3 separate regions of the Mus musculus genome follow, and regions 1 and 3 are each linked to region 2. A link is a contact called in public Hi-C and HiChIP or PLAC-seq data. All regions are on one chromosome and are shown on one strand. Each heading gives the region's core, a stretch centred on a gene start, on an enhancer-like site or on the middle of the called end of the contact. The rest is flanking DNA. Distances are from core to core; before and after follow the strand shown. Region 1 has its middle 77 kb from the start of Gm41335. Region 2 has its middle 65 kb from the start of 4930449C09Rik. Region 3 has its middle 73 kb from the start of Gm30159.

Region 1 (4,357 bases), core at 1,228-3,727, 370 kb before region 2:
GGGCAGCATATTATCCGGTTGAGAATATGCGTGAACAAGGTGTGGAATTCTAAAGATAAGATGTTCACACAGGATCGAAGCCACCACAGGGATTTGTGTTTTGTGTTGATCATCAGGGAAGCCATTATTTTAAAGCTATGATCCCTCTGTTCAGGATTCTTCTATATAGACACTAAGCTCACTCCAATCCCTCTTTAATAAGCACATGACTGGTGCTCCTAGTCAGATATGAGAAAATTAGCTAATGCATATAGCCTGGGCATGTGTGTAGAAGAAACAGTAACAACAGTTGATATTTACTGAACATCCAGCATGTGCCATGCACCATTCTGATAGTTTTGCTGTCTTTTACCAATGCTATTCCCCTCCCAACACCTCTGTATTTTCCAGCTGAATAATTGGAGGCCCAAGGCTGACAAGGGAATTGCCCAAGAAGACGTTCTAATAAAGAGACAGGTGAATCACTATTGCCTAGTGATTCAAATAGTTATCAGATACCAGAGCCTGTGATATCAAACTGATTAACAGGGGAGATAACAGAGAAATGAAAATGACCAAAAATGACCAAAGAAACATCCAATGTTTGATTTCACAGTTTTTTTTTAAGAAGCACATAATGAAAGTGAAATTGCTCTATTAGTTATTGCTCATATAGGCTATGAGTTTATACTGGGTTGTATCATTGGACATGAATTTTAGAAGGCTCATTGGGTAGTTACCACTTAACTAAGATGTAGAATAAAATTCCTCAGTATGCTGAAAAAACTTTAACAATTATTACTTAAGCAAAGTTGTATTTTGCAGATGAACCTCAAAGTTCATTTCAAACATCTGTCTCTTCATTATTTATCCCTAACAGCAAAGGATGTGCTACACAGACAGCAACTGAAGAGATCAAGCCTGGAACTTTTTATCACAAATACATAATATAATCCTTGAAGATTGAAGAGGGGGAATTATTATTATTTTTTGCTCCTAAGTAACAAGAATTCCATAAAGTGTATCAGCCATCTGTGGAATATATGAATCAATATTCACAAAAAAGACACAGGGTATACAATCATAAATAGATTTATCAATGACAGCCCCACTTTAGGAGAGCCTAAGATTGATATCCCATGTAATGTCAGTTCTTTAATCTCTATATGATTTGATGTCATCACTTACAGCTAAATTAATAAACTAACAATTAGTGACAATAACCAGCCCCAAAGTATATTTTACTTGGCTCTCTATTTCTAGACTGAGTGGATGGTATTCTTTAACAGAATAAAAAGCATAAATACTTAGAGATTTCTACAAAATCTATTTTCAAGAAACTCATATTATATAAAGATTCTACCAACACCCAAAGCCCAGGTTTCTATAGCTAGAGAATGGGGCTATTTATAAATTCACATGACCCTCAGGATCAGAATCTCTGCATCTCATTCTCCATGGAACACAAAAGAAAATTCACCCTCTAGCATCTCATAATCCCCTATAGTAACAATTCACTGTAGCTGACTCAAAGGTACAAAATTTTAGATGAGACAGTTTGTTTTAGCATGAACATAATCTGTGTTGCCCAAGTTATCAGTTTAGCCAGGTTTTATTTTTCAACAATTATTTGAAGCATTAGGAAGAATGGCACCTAATACTCACATACTCTGTAACACCTTTTAAATGGAAATATACTGAATTATCACTATGTTAAAATTAATGATTAACTATGGATAATTCATATACAAAACATTGGAAAACTAGTGTTTATGTTTTAGTATTTAGCATTTTCTATTTGTGATTCTGTTTAGTTCTTTTAGTAATATCTAATATAAATCAACGCCTCAGAAGAGTTTCTACGTCATCAATATGATTAATGCAAGGAATTGCTCATGAACTACCTGATTCCCTGGAGTGAGATTCAAATACTCCTGCAACGTATGAGGAATGTTTTTGTTTCTTATTATTAATATTCAAAGAATAAGCCATTAACTAGATTAATAACAAAGAGAGAAGCTCTTTAAACAAAATGCTTTGTGTATGTGCAAATGAATAAAACTGCATTCAGCCACTGGAAGACATAGATTCTGTGAAGAACCAGTGTAATTAAATATTATCCTGAGATATAAAAAATAAAAAGCATAGCTGGTTAAATTAAGTTTTTACGGGTATCATTACAAATTAAGCCAGCATCTTTTGTTAAACATAATGCATTTCCCAGGCAAATTAGCATGGCAAGGGTTTCACATGTTTCGCCACCTGGCCAATGCTTATCTTCATCTGTCAAAATCCACATCAAGGAGTTTCCATGAAGCCTTTCAACAAAGCTCCAATTCTCCTTTGTAGTTCCCTGTAACGGACCCAGTCTTTGGCTGTTGTTTTCATTTCACTAAATTTGATTAAAAATTACCTGCCAGTCTTTCCATTACAATGGTAAGCTATGAGATAACACACCACAGGGTAGTTTCACACAGCCACTGGAATGTCTGATCTATGGGGTCACAAAGTTCCAAGGCCCCACTGAAGCCATAGATGGATGAAAAGAAGAGTGGATGGAAGCTAAGTAGTGAAATACCAAACGGGCTTTGAGGGTACCACTAAAGCTGTAAAACATCATTGGAGGACATTATATGATGACTGAACAGCGATTCAGCACATGTTTCCTCTTCCAGAAAGGAAATAGAAAACAATAAGTAGACAGGAACTTTTTGAGGAGAGTGGTCATGCAGAAATGCTTGAACTTAGCAGGAAAGAGGCTGATTCAGATACTTGGGAAAGTAGCCTATAAAGAAGAAAATGTTTCTGAGGCAACTGCTATCAAGCTCTCCAGTTGAGGAGGAGACTTCACATGTGTAAGAGAAAGAATGAATAGGAGAGACTCAGAAAATGCTACCAAAATCCTAGCTACCGGAAAAATTTACAGTTGCCATAGATTTTCATACTGCTGAGAAGAGCAACCGAGAGTAACCATACAGCTTTGTTTTGGAGAAGATACTCATATCATTTAGGAAGTTCACAAACCCTCAGACCTTAGGATGCTACAACTGATGAAGACCCTAAGCTACTGTGACTGATTTTATCATGAGAATAAACTTATTTCTGAATTTGCACCACTCTTAGTGTCAGTAAACTCTGAATTATCACAATCTTTAGGATTTCAGCAGATTGCAAAAAGAGACTGGGTCCTTCTCAGAGCAAACACAACATATCAAACCCATAACCATAAGACAGGTTTTTATAAGAAAGCTGCTTAGCACAAAAACTGTCTTATAAAGGTGATAGCAAGAATGGTTCACTGGATATATAAATCTCAAAGTATGGTTTAAAAAGGGGGGGTGTGGTGTGTGGAAGAAAATACAAAGGGACACAATGCTCCCAGGGACATGGTAACTGGTTGTCAATAGACCAACAAAAATGATACCAAGGTAATGCATGAATAGTGGGAATGAGGACTCTTGCCTGACTGTGGACCCTTTTCCTCCTATTGCATTGCCTCCTCCAGCCTTGATATGAGGGTTTATGCCTAGTCTTATTGCATCTTTCTATACCATGTTCGGTTGATATTATTGGGAGGCCTATACTTTTCTGAAGGGAAACACAGAAACTGGATTTGGGGGAAGGGTGGGAATCACTGTGGGAAATGGAGAGGGGAGGCTGCCATCAGGATGTATTCTATGAGAGAGGAATAAAAAAAATAAGTTTTAAAAAGAATGATTACAAGGATCCAAGATGGTCGAAGAAAATACAATAGCTGCCACAGTGAGAAAAACAGCAAAGATTTTGAGAAAGACCCAAACAGAAACCTTCAAAATGAAGAGCACAATAAGTCAAATATAAAACACAGTGGAAAGTTCCGGACTAGAACAAACAGAAGAAAGGATACCACTTTGTAGAGAAAATTTGAAATCCCACAAAATGACAAACAAAAAAGAAAAACTAAGAGAATGATTGTAGCCCCAAAGAACTCTAGGGTTTGATTAAGTAAACAAGTGTTTTCCTATTTGGGAGGGCAGTACATGGAGAGGAGGAATATATGAGAGGTTAAAAAAACTTACACTTTGAGTTAATAGCTGTGGACAACTTCCATATTGAGAAAGATCTAAACATATAGAGGCCAAATGGCCATAGGACTCTAAATAGACTTGAGGTGAAAATGTCCTAATCTTGATATATCTTAGTCAAAGTCTCAAAATTACAAAAGAAAAAAAGAAAAAAAGAGAGAGAGAATTCTAAACTCTTGAAGAAAAGTATCAGCAGGTCACATATAAATGAATCCACATTAGGATAGCAACATATTTTAATCAGGACACTTGTAAGTTAGGAACTATATTATTAGAAATTATGAAAGAATGAATGTGTTGACCATGATTATTAT
Region 2 (3,764 bases), core at 267-2,766:
GACGGGAGGCAGAAGTCAGCCACGGGAAGAGTCTGCCAATAGGGCTACGCATTAGCTACAAAGGGAAATTCAGAGCCTTGGCAGCAGAGAAGCCTGGCAGAAAGGACCTTAGGCAAATAGCTCACATCACCAGTAATGAGGGAAGCTGGCATTATGTGTATCCACCATAGTGCTTGAAAAGACACAGTAGCCCTTCCACGATGCTGGGGCTAGAAATGCGGGAGTTGAATCTGATCACAAGGCATCGTGGGGAAAACTGGCTTGAGGAAGAGTCTACAACATACCTCAATCTGTGTCCTTCCAAGGTAGTATTGTCGCAAAAGACAGGAAGCTTTTCTGAGCTTAAGGAGGCTAACGAAACTCAAGTTTAATGTGGGACTCAGCTCCTCATTTTGGCATGATTTGTGATTGGGACATTAGTAAAACTCACATGAAATTCACAGATTAAAGGAACAACTTACCTCGCTTTAATGGCTTAATTGGTTGCAATCCAAGAATTGAATGAATATATATATATATATATATATATATATATGTGTGTGTGTGTGTGTGTGTGTGTGTATATACATATATATACATGTGTATATATATATATATATATATATATATATATGTATGTATATACACACACACTTTTGGCACTATGTCTAAAATATATTTTATATATGATATATACATATATGCCATATATAGACACATATGTATATGATACACATTTTTAAAAAACTTGGTCAGTTGCATTGGGAAAATTACTTATACTGTCCTCTTGGTTTTATATTGTCAGTATCAACAAAAGGGGTATGGTGTAGAAACCCCTAACCCCCACTCTGACACACACACACACATCAAAGACCAGCACAAAGCATACCAGAGTGTGAGGCCTGAGCTGAGTTTCTGTAAACCCATATATGCCATATGTGTCTCACACCTTTCTCATTTATCTTCAAGGCTTCCAGTGTCCATGATAAGATGGCAATGATGCAACATGGACTCATTTACTCATTGATGCCGTCCCATAACGACCCATCCACACTAGCTAGGGCTTTTAAGATGTACCCCCTAGGACCCACATTCCACATCTCATCTTCATTCCTGACAGTACAGCAGAATATCCCCGCTACTGCTACACACCATGCTACCACAGGTCGATCATGAACAAGCCAGAAGACAGTTTGGCCCCTCGAACTATCAAACTCTTTGTTGACCTGGACTCTTCTTGTGAAATTTAGGTCACAGGGTCAGCACCTATCTGTCCTACATGCCAGACCAGGGACCCAGATTGTCTGTGGCACCTACACAAAGCACAGATAAAAACAAAATCAATCTAGATCAGACTGCTGCCATTTTGGAAATTCATGGGCTGGACCATCCCAGTGAACGGACACAATGTTGTCCTCCACACCCAAATGGACCCAAGAACTAAATTAGAAAATGGAGACAAAAAGTTGTTTCCTCCTCTTAGCCGATTAGGACAATCTAAGGAAAGTGCAAGAGCGCCCCCTGCTGCCAGTATTTGGAATTGTTTGATTCACCCTGAACATAGTTCAGCTTCAAGATGTGCAGCCTGGAGGCTTGAAATCAAGCCTCCTGCTCCCAGTGCGCACATTTTTCAAACACTACGCACACAGCTGCCCTTAAGCCAGTACTTAAGACTTCACCTGCATTATCTCGCTTCATCCCTTGAACAGTCTCAGGGCCTGGCAGAACAGCTACCATTGTGGCCTCTAACAGACAATTTAAAACCAGCCATGTAAGATGGTGTATAAAGTTGCTTACTCAAGGTCAGAGAGACTCTTTTTTTTTTTAAAGTAGCTCCATCTTTAAAATATGACATTCCTCCAAAGGATCTCTTCTAAATCCCCTTGCATACATAACAACCTAAGCTATATGCTGTATCTCCTAGGTGCACAGGACTGGGGAGTGAGAATGGGGTTCAAAAGCAATCCAATGATGTGTGCCTTTGTAAATCTATACATTCGTTAATGCTGTTATTTTCTCCCATGAATTAACAATTTTTACTCTTCTCTTGCTAACATGTACCAGGATAGAAATGAGTATGGTATATGTGTGTCTTTGTAAATCTATACATTCATTAATGCTGTTATTTTCTCCATGAATTAACAATTTTTACTCTTCTCTTGCTAACATGTACCAGGATAGAAATGAGTATGGTATATGTGTGTCTTTGTAAATCTATACATTCATTAATGTTGTTATTTTCTCCATGAATTAACAATTTTTACTCTTCTCTTGCTAACATGTACCAGGATAGAAATGAGTATGGTATATGTGTGTCTTTGTAAATCTATACATTCATTAATGCTGTTATTTTCTCCCATGAATTAACAATTTTTACTCTTCTCTTGCTAACATGTGCCAGGATAGAAATGAGTATGGTATCCGAATAAAAACTTCTGGATTACAAAGCGCATAGATCCTACTCCAAGGGGTTAAGGTTCTCAAGTGGGAAACAGAGAAATCCAGTGTGATAAAAGAGCTTCTCTTCAGGGACCAGTGGCTATGAAGAGTAAGATAAAAAGTCCTATAAGCGTTTGTACCAACTGAACGATCGTTTCCTCAGAGAAACTATAAAGCTATCCTCAGCCTTCCTCGTAATGTTGACATACAAGAGTGTGTTTCTCTGTTGAATATACAATGAAATACTGTTTGTTCAAATTTGTGTTCTTTCCGCTGGACCCTCAAATGGCAATTGAGAAATGGAGACAGATTTTGTTTTCCCAAGGTGGCCTGGTACAACTCCCAAAATGGAACTTTGTGTCGTTAGAACAGTTGAGAGGATCGTAGAAAGATGGACCCAAATATCAGCCAGAGAATTAGACCAGAAAATGGAACCAAAGTACCTGTCAGTCCAAGGATGTAGTGGCACTACGTGTACACCAACTGGGAATGTTGTGGTCCCAGGGGAATTAATATGAGAACCTATGATTACACACACGTGGCTCTTCTCAAGGGGGGTCTGGGATTGGTGGGAAACAATGGGTTTTCATGTCTAATAGTCTGAGTCCACAGTGGGAGACAGCTATTTCCCTAATCTTCCTGAGGTCATCTTTCTGCCTAAGGGTCATCTTTCCAGGTCAGATGATAGCTAAACTTGCCATCCCTTCAACATCAAGAACATAGAGTTTCAAAGGGTGAATTGCTGGGAGAAAAGGAAAAGTCAGGAAGACCAAAGGGAGACATTCAAGAGCTGGCATGCCACAGTCCCACACTTTTCTCAAATCCAGACTGTTCAATATCAAATTGTTGGCAGGCGGTTTGCATGGACTCTGCTCTGTGATAGCTGGGTACTACGTGAAAGAAAATGTCACTCTGTTGTGATGGGTTTAGACATCATGAAAGTTCAGAATACATAGACTCCAGGGAGTCTAAAGCTATCAGATACTGGTACTAGAACAAGGGAACGTACTGATGCGTATCTTAGGAGAAGACATGCATTGATCAGTTCAGTTTTAAAAGTGAATTTGAAAGAAATAGAAAAGGCACCATTCTTGCAATTTGAACATCAAGATTCAACCTCAAGTCTACTGTTCACTTATGTTGTGATCTTGAGCAAGATAGCAAATGTCTCAGACCCAAAACTGTCATCAGTAAAGTGTGCACAATGTTAGATGCAACTAGTTCCGGTTTGTCATACAATCCTGGTAAGACAGCTGTCATTACCCCATAGTTCACAGCAGAGGAAACTGATGCTCAATAGGTTAAATGAACTTCCAAGGTCAAAAAGCTGGTAAGTCAGAGCCCAG
Region 3 (3,804 bases), core at 1,103-3,602, 430 kb before region 2:
GAACTCTAAAGAATCTATGCCAGTGCGTCAATGTTCTTCCCTCCGTGGCCTGACAATTCCTCCTGGAATGGTAGCATTACACTCTAAATGAGGTGCTAAGGCAGTTTTTCCTTACAAGATGAAAAGTGGTGGTCATAGAACTGGCCCATCTCTGGGAGCAGACATCCTTCCCAGTCTCATTTCTCTGAGTTGCCAAATTCATGAAATGTGTGCATGCCCAATACAGAGAAAATGAATAAAATTGTCTCCCTAAATCTCATCTACTCCTCTCATTTTTCCTGTTTGCCTCTTGGGAAACTGACAGGTTTATAATATAATTGTTCAAACTTCCTTTTTGGATTAGGGAATATAAAAATTCTGGCTTATTGATGCCAATAAATGGAAGTATGTCCTCACTGCTGAAAAGATTAATTTTGGGGAAAAAAAGTAGCTAAAACTTATACTCATGTACAGATGAGAGCTCTTCCTTTTAGCTGCCTTTAATACCCCACCACTTTTCTAACATATTCCCCGTAGCTTCCTATTTCACTGGGTTTCTTGGCCAAGAAATTTCAACTTCAAAAACTTAGATGACCTCAATTCCCTCCTGTTTCCTCTTGATTTCACCTCTGCATTAGCTCCAAGCCCACTCACTCTTCCATTAGAGCTTTATAGAATATCCAAGGGACAGCACAGTATGATGGAAATGACATCTGATTGAGGAAGGGTTGGCTTGAGTTCATATTCTGGAGTTCATATCTGTATTCTGATAATACAAATTCATATTTGTTAACTATGTTGTCCAGGTGCAGATTTTTATAAATCTTTGTCTGTAGCTGGTTAAAGCTATACAAACTGGTAACAACTTCAATTGGTCAAAAAAACATCTTTTAAACAGTATTATTGCATAGATGACAAATTAAAACTATATATGTTTGTGCTTTACTGTTTGTTTATATACACATATAGACTCTGAAGAGATTATCACATCAAGGTTATTGTGACCAAAATCCTTTGAAAACAGAGACCTGTACACATTGATTACTGTACTCCTTCCTTCCATCAAATGCCCTAAAAGCAGAACTATTTTACAGAAGGTTGAGCACAAATGTACCTTCAGATAATGTTGATTTTATACCCTCTAGAAATGTTTGCAGATAAGAAAATTGTACTGATCTTGGAAGTTATGGGACAAAATTTAGCAAAACAGAAGCTGTGAAAATCTGGTGTCTCCCTCTTCTCCGGATCATCCTTGGGAGTAAACCATCTTTATGAAGATGATTATGTATTGTGATTACTGAATGTCCTACAACAAAATAGCAATGGCCGTGGATTGGTAAAGGGCACAAAGATAAACCACTCAGAAGAGGGCCTATTGTATGTGAACAACCAGTTATATAGTGGAAGCCTATTGGCTTCCACTGTATGGTTAGCATATTACCCCAAATTGAATAATGAAGGTGTCTAGGCAGATGAAACATGTTGGAAACGACATGTAAAGTGTAGACTCTTGTCTGCTAGTCAGCTACCAGCTACTAGGGTCACCTTAAAACTCAGTATTCTGACTTCAGGAACATGTGCCATGCTTCTTCTTTAGAAGCATCCTATGCCAAGCAGGCCGGCATGCTTACATTTTTTCCTACAACTGCACAAGTCCAAGCAAGGGTCCCCATGCAATTTTTAGAAACTATACTAAACTACACCAAATTGTCTCAAATCGAGAGGAAAAAGTATTCCTGGGATACCCTAAAAGATGGAGACTCACCATGTAGCTTAGGCCTTAGCTTTGAACTCGGGCAGCAATGCAACTTTATCAGAGTTGCTTCTAAATACTATGTTTCTGACATCAGAGCACTTGATACTAAAGTGGCATGAGTAGCCAGAAGCTGGATGGAAGACAGGTGAGAGTTTGTACTTTCCATGTCATTTTAATGTACTTCTGCATGGAGGCCCTCAAAGGCACCTGCATTTCTGAGAAGTCAGCTTTTCTGAACTTCAGTTATCTCATGCATTAACATCAGAAAATCTATTAAAAATCCATGTAATTAACAAATGGCAGCAAAAAAAAAATAATTTACATGACATTGTCTAGATTTTCCTTTGTTAACTCTACCTATCACCTTGTATTCATCCATGAGCAAGGTAAGATTAGAGTCATTATCTGGTTTTGGGTAGACTACACTCTTACTGTGGATTCCAGGTGAGCTTGAATGAAAAGTCAAGTGAAAATACAAAGAACATCATAGAAAAAGACATAAGGCCATTGCTAACTATGTGTGAAATTATTTTATCAAGCTGTGTTTTCACAACTCACAGCTGTGCCTGGCTCTCTGGGAGCCACAGTTGCTTTAAGTAGCTACCTAGGGGTCCATAAAATGTTTAAGAGCTTTGTCCAGTCCCACACAGAGAGCTGTAAAACTTTAAATGTACTTTACCCTAACCTCAGGTTTCAATTGAGCATCTAAGAAAGGATTCAGTTTAGTATCTTTAAGGGATTAAGGCACCTTCAGGGGAATCCATAGGAGTCCCAGAGCCTTTGTAGAGAAAAATAGACAGGCCTCATTTCATAATTAAGGAGATAGATGCTCCAATGTGATCTTCTACTGACATCCGCTGTCTGGGCATGGTGCCAATACATCTCTTACTTGGAGAATAGGAATTGACACCACACTAGCTTCCTGTAGAGGATCACGTAGCATCATCCCTTATAGACCCCATGCAGAAAAGAAATCTTGAGTAACTAATTCACATTGTTGAATGGATCTGACAATGTGCCCATAAAATCTACCAGGATCCACTAGAACTACAAACTATGCCAGTCTCCTCAAAAGATGATATTGCCAGCAAATAAGTAAATATATTTTAGAAATGAACAATAAAAATGTAGCTTTCTGAGTTATTTTAATTATTTCCTTTTTTTGTAGAGGAGATAACAAACTCAAAAGAGATTATTAAAATGTTCACACATGCCTGGCTAATAAGCAGCAAAGTCCAGTTTCTGGGTTGAATATTAAAAACATTTATTTCACTACTAAAATCTTATTTTCTAGTTATGGATAGCCCAGTGACTGGCCAGTCACTTAGTCATTATTCTCAGAGCATTAAATGATATATTTATCAATTCCTTACCACCATATTTACATAATAATAATAATAATTAATAAGTGTTCCCTCGATATTTTAAGTAGTTTTTCCAAAGTTATATAGCTAATGATATATCCTAGTTAATGGGTCCTTTTCAACATTATGTGTTGCTACTGATGGATAGATTAGAATGTGTTGCCTTTGTGCGCAACAACTTTGCCATTTCAGCAAAGGTCTGGGTACTTTGAAATGTGTATGTGAGTTGTCTAAGAGAAAAAGAGAATCCAAATAACTGGTCATGCCTGAGGAAGCAAAGTATTCTTGGCACCCAGGAGCATCCTGATTTGCTCTGACAGATGCGTGAATGATTCTAAGGGTACATGTTGCATCTGAATTTTACTTCTGTGGTCTCAGAACTCATTGCATAAGTGAGGTGGATGACTGTGAGGAGCCAAAAACCAAAGCAAGTTATAGGATGGATAGAAGGTCATAGGGAAGTACAAAGAAGGTTCCTGGTGCTGAGGGCAGGAAGGACAGAGATGGGCTAGAAAACAGGGGGAAAGAAAACAAGGGAGTATGAGAAGATACATAGGTTGCCCTCAGAAAATGTCTCCAGTGATATCTAGAAGGAAAAAATAAAATACCCCAGATGCAGGCCAGGCCAGCAGTATTCAATCCAGAATAAAGAACTCAAAGACAAGCTGAGTGTTGCAGAGTGTCTAATGGGTTGTGTCTCTGATT

What was found. Hi-C and Micro-C count contacts between places; a contact is called where the count stands out from the background. HiChIP or PLAC-seq counts read pairs in DNA pulled down with a chosen protein or histone mark.
Region 1: an H3K4me3 HiChIP or PLAC-seq map of the SCID.adh cell line shows a contact between it and region 2, with 5 times the contacts expected there. The contact joins two enhancer-like sites. A contact is called at or near these places in 1 of 15 datasets of contacts at CTCF or cohesin (large pre-B cells), 2 of 484 Hi-C or Micro-C datasets (the G1E-ER4 cell line and Th1 cells) and 5 of 115 datasets of contacts at active chromatin or transcription factors (DN3 thymocytes, the SCID.adh cell line, acute myeloid leukemia and 2 more).
Region 3: a contact with region 2 is called in a Hi-C map of the N1E-115 cell line, with 7 times the contacts expected there. The contact joins two enhancer-like sites. A contact is called at or near these places in 2 of 484 Hi-C or Micro-C datasets (the N1E-115 cell line and bone marrow-derived macrophages) and 2 of 115 datasets of contacts at active chromatin or transcription factors (acute myeloid leukemia and large pre-B cells).

The regions. Positions count from the first base shown.
Region 1 is chr15:63,277,579-63,281,935 of GRCm38.p6, forward strand. No RefSeq gene overlaps it. Among named protein-coding and RNA genes, the nearest start is that of Gm41335, 77 kb to the right of the region's middle. Within about 2 kb of position 2,478, at least 10 of the 459 cell types and tissues checked have an H3K27ac peak or open chromatin away from gene starts, as enhancers often do. A contact at or near this core is called in the SCID.adh cell line, where this site is marked.
Region 2 is chr15:63,651,230-63,654,993 of GRCm38.p6, forward strand. No RefSeq gene overlaps it. Among named protein-coding and RNA genes, the nearest start is that of 4930449C09Rik, 65 kb to the right of the region's middle. Within about 2 kb of position 1,517, at least 38 of the 459 cell types and tissues checked have an H3K27ac peak or open chromatin away from gene starts, as enhancers often do. A contact at or near this core is called in the N1E-115 cell line and the SCID.adh cell line, where this site is marked.
Region 3 is chr15:63,216,254-63,220,057 of GRCm38.p6, forward strand. No RefSeq gene overlaps it. Among named protein-coding and RNA genes, the nearest start is that of Gm30159, 73 kb to the left of the region's middle. Within about 2 kb of position 2,353, at least 3 of the 459 cell types and tissues checked have an H3K27ac peak or open chromatin away from gene starts, as enhancers often do. A contact at or near this core is called in the N1E-115 cell line, where this site is marked.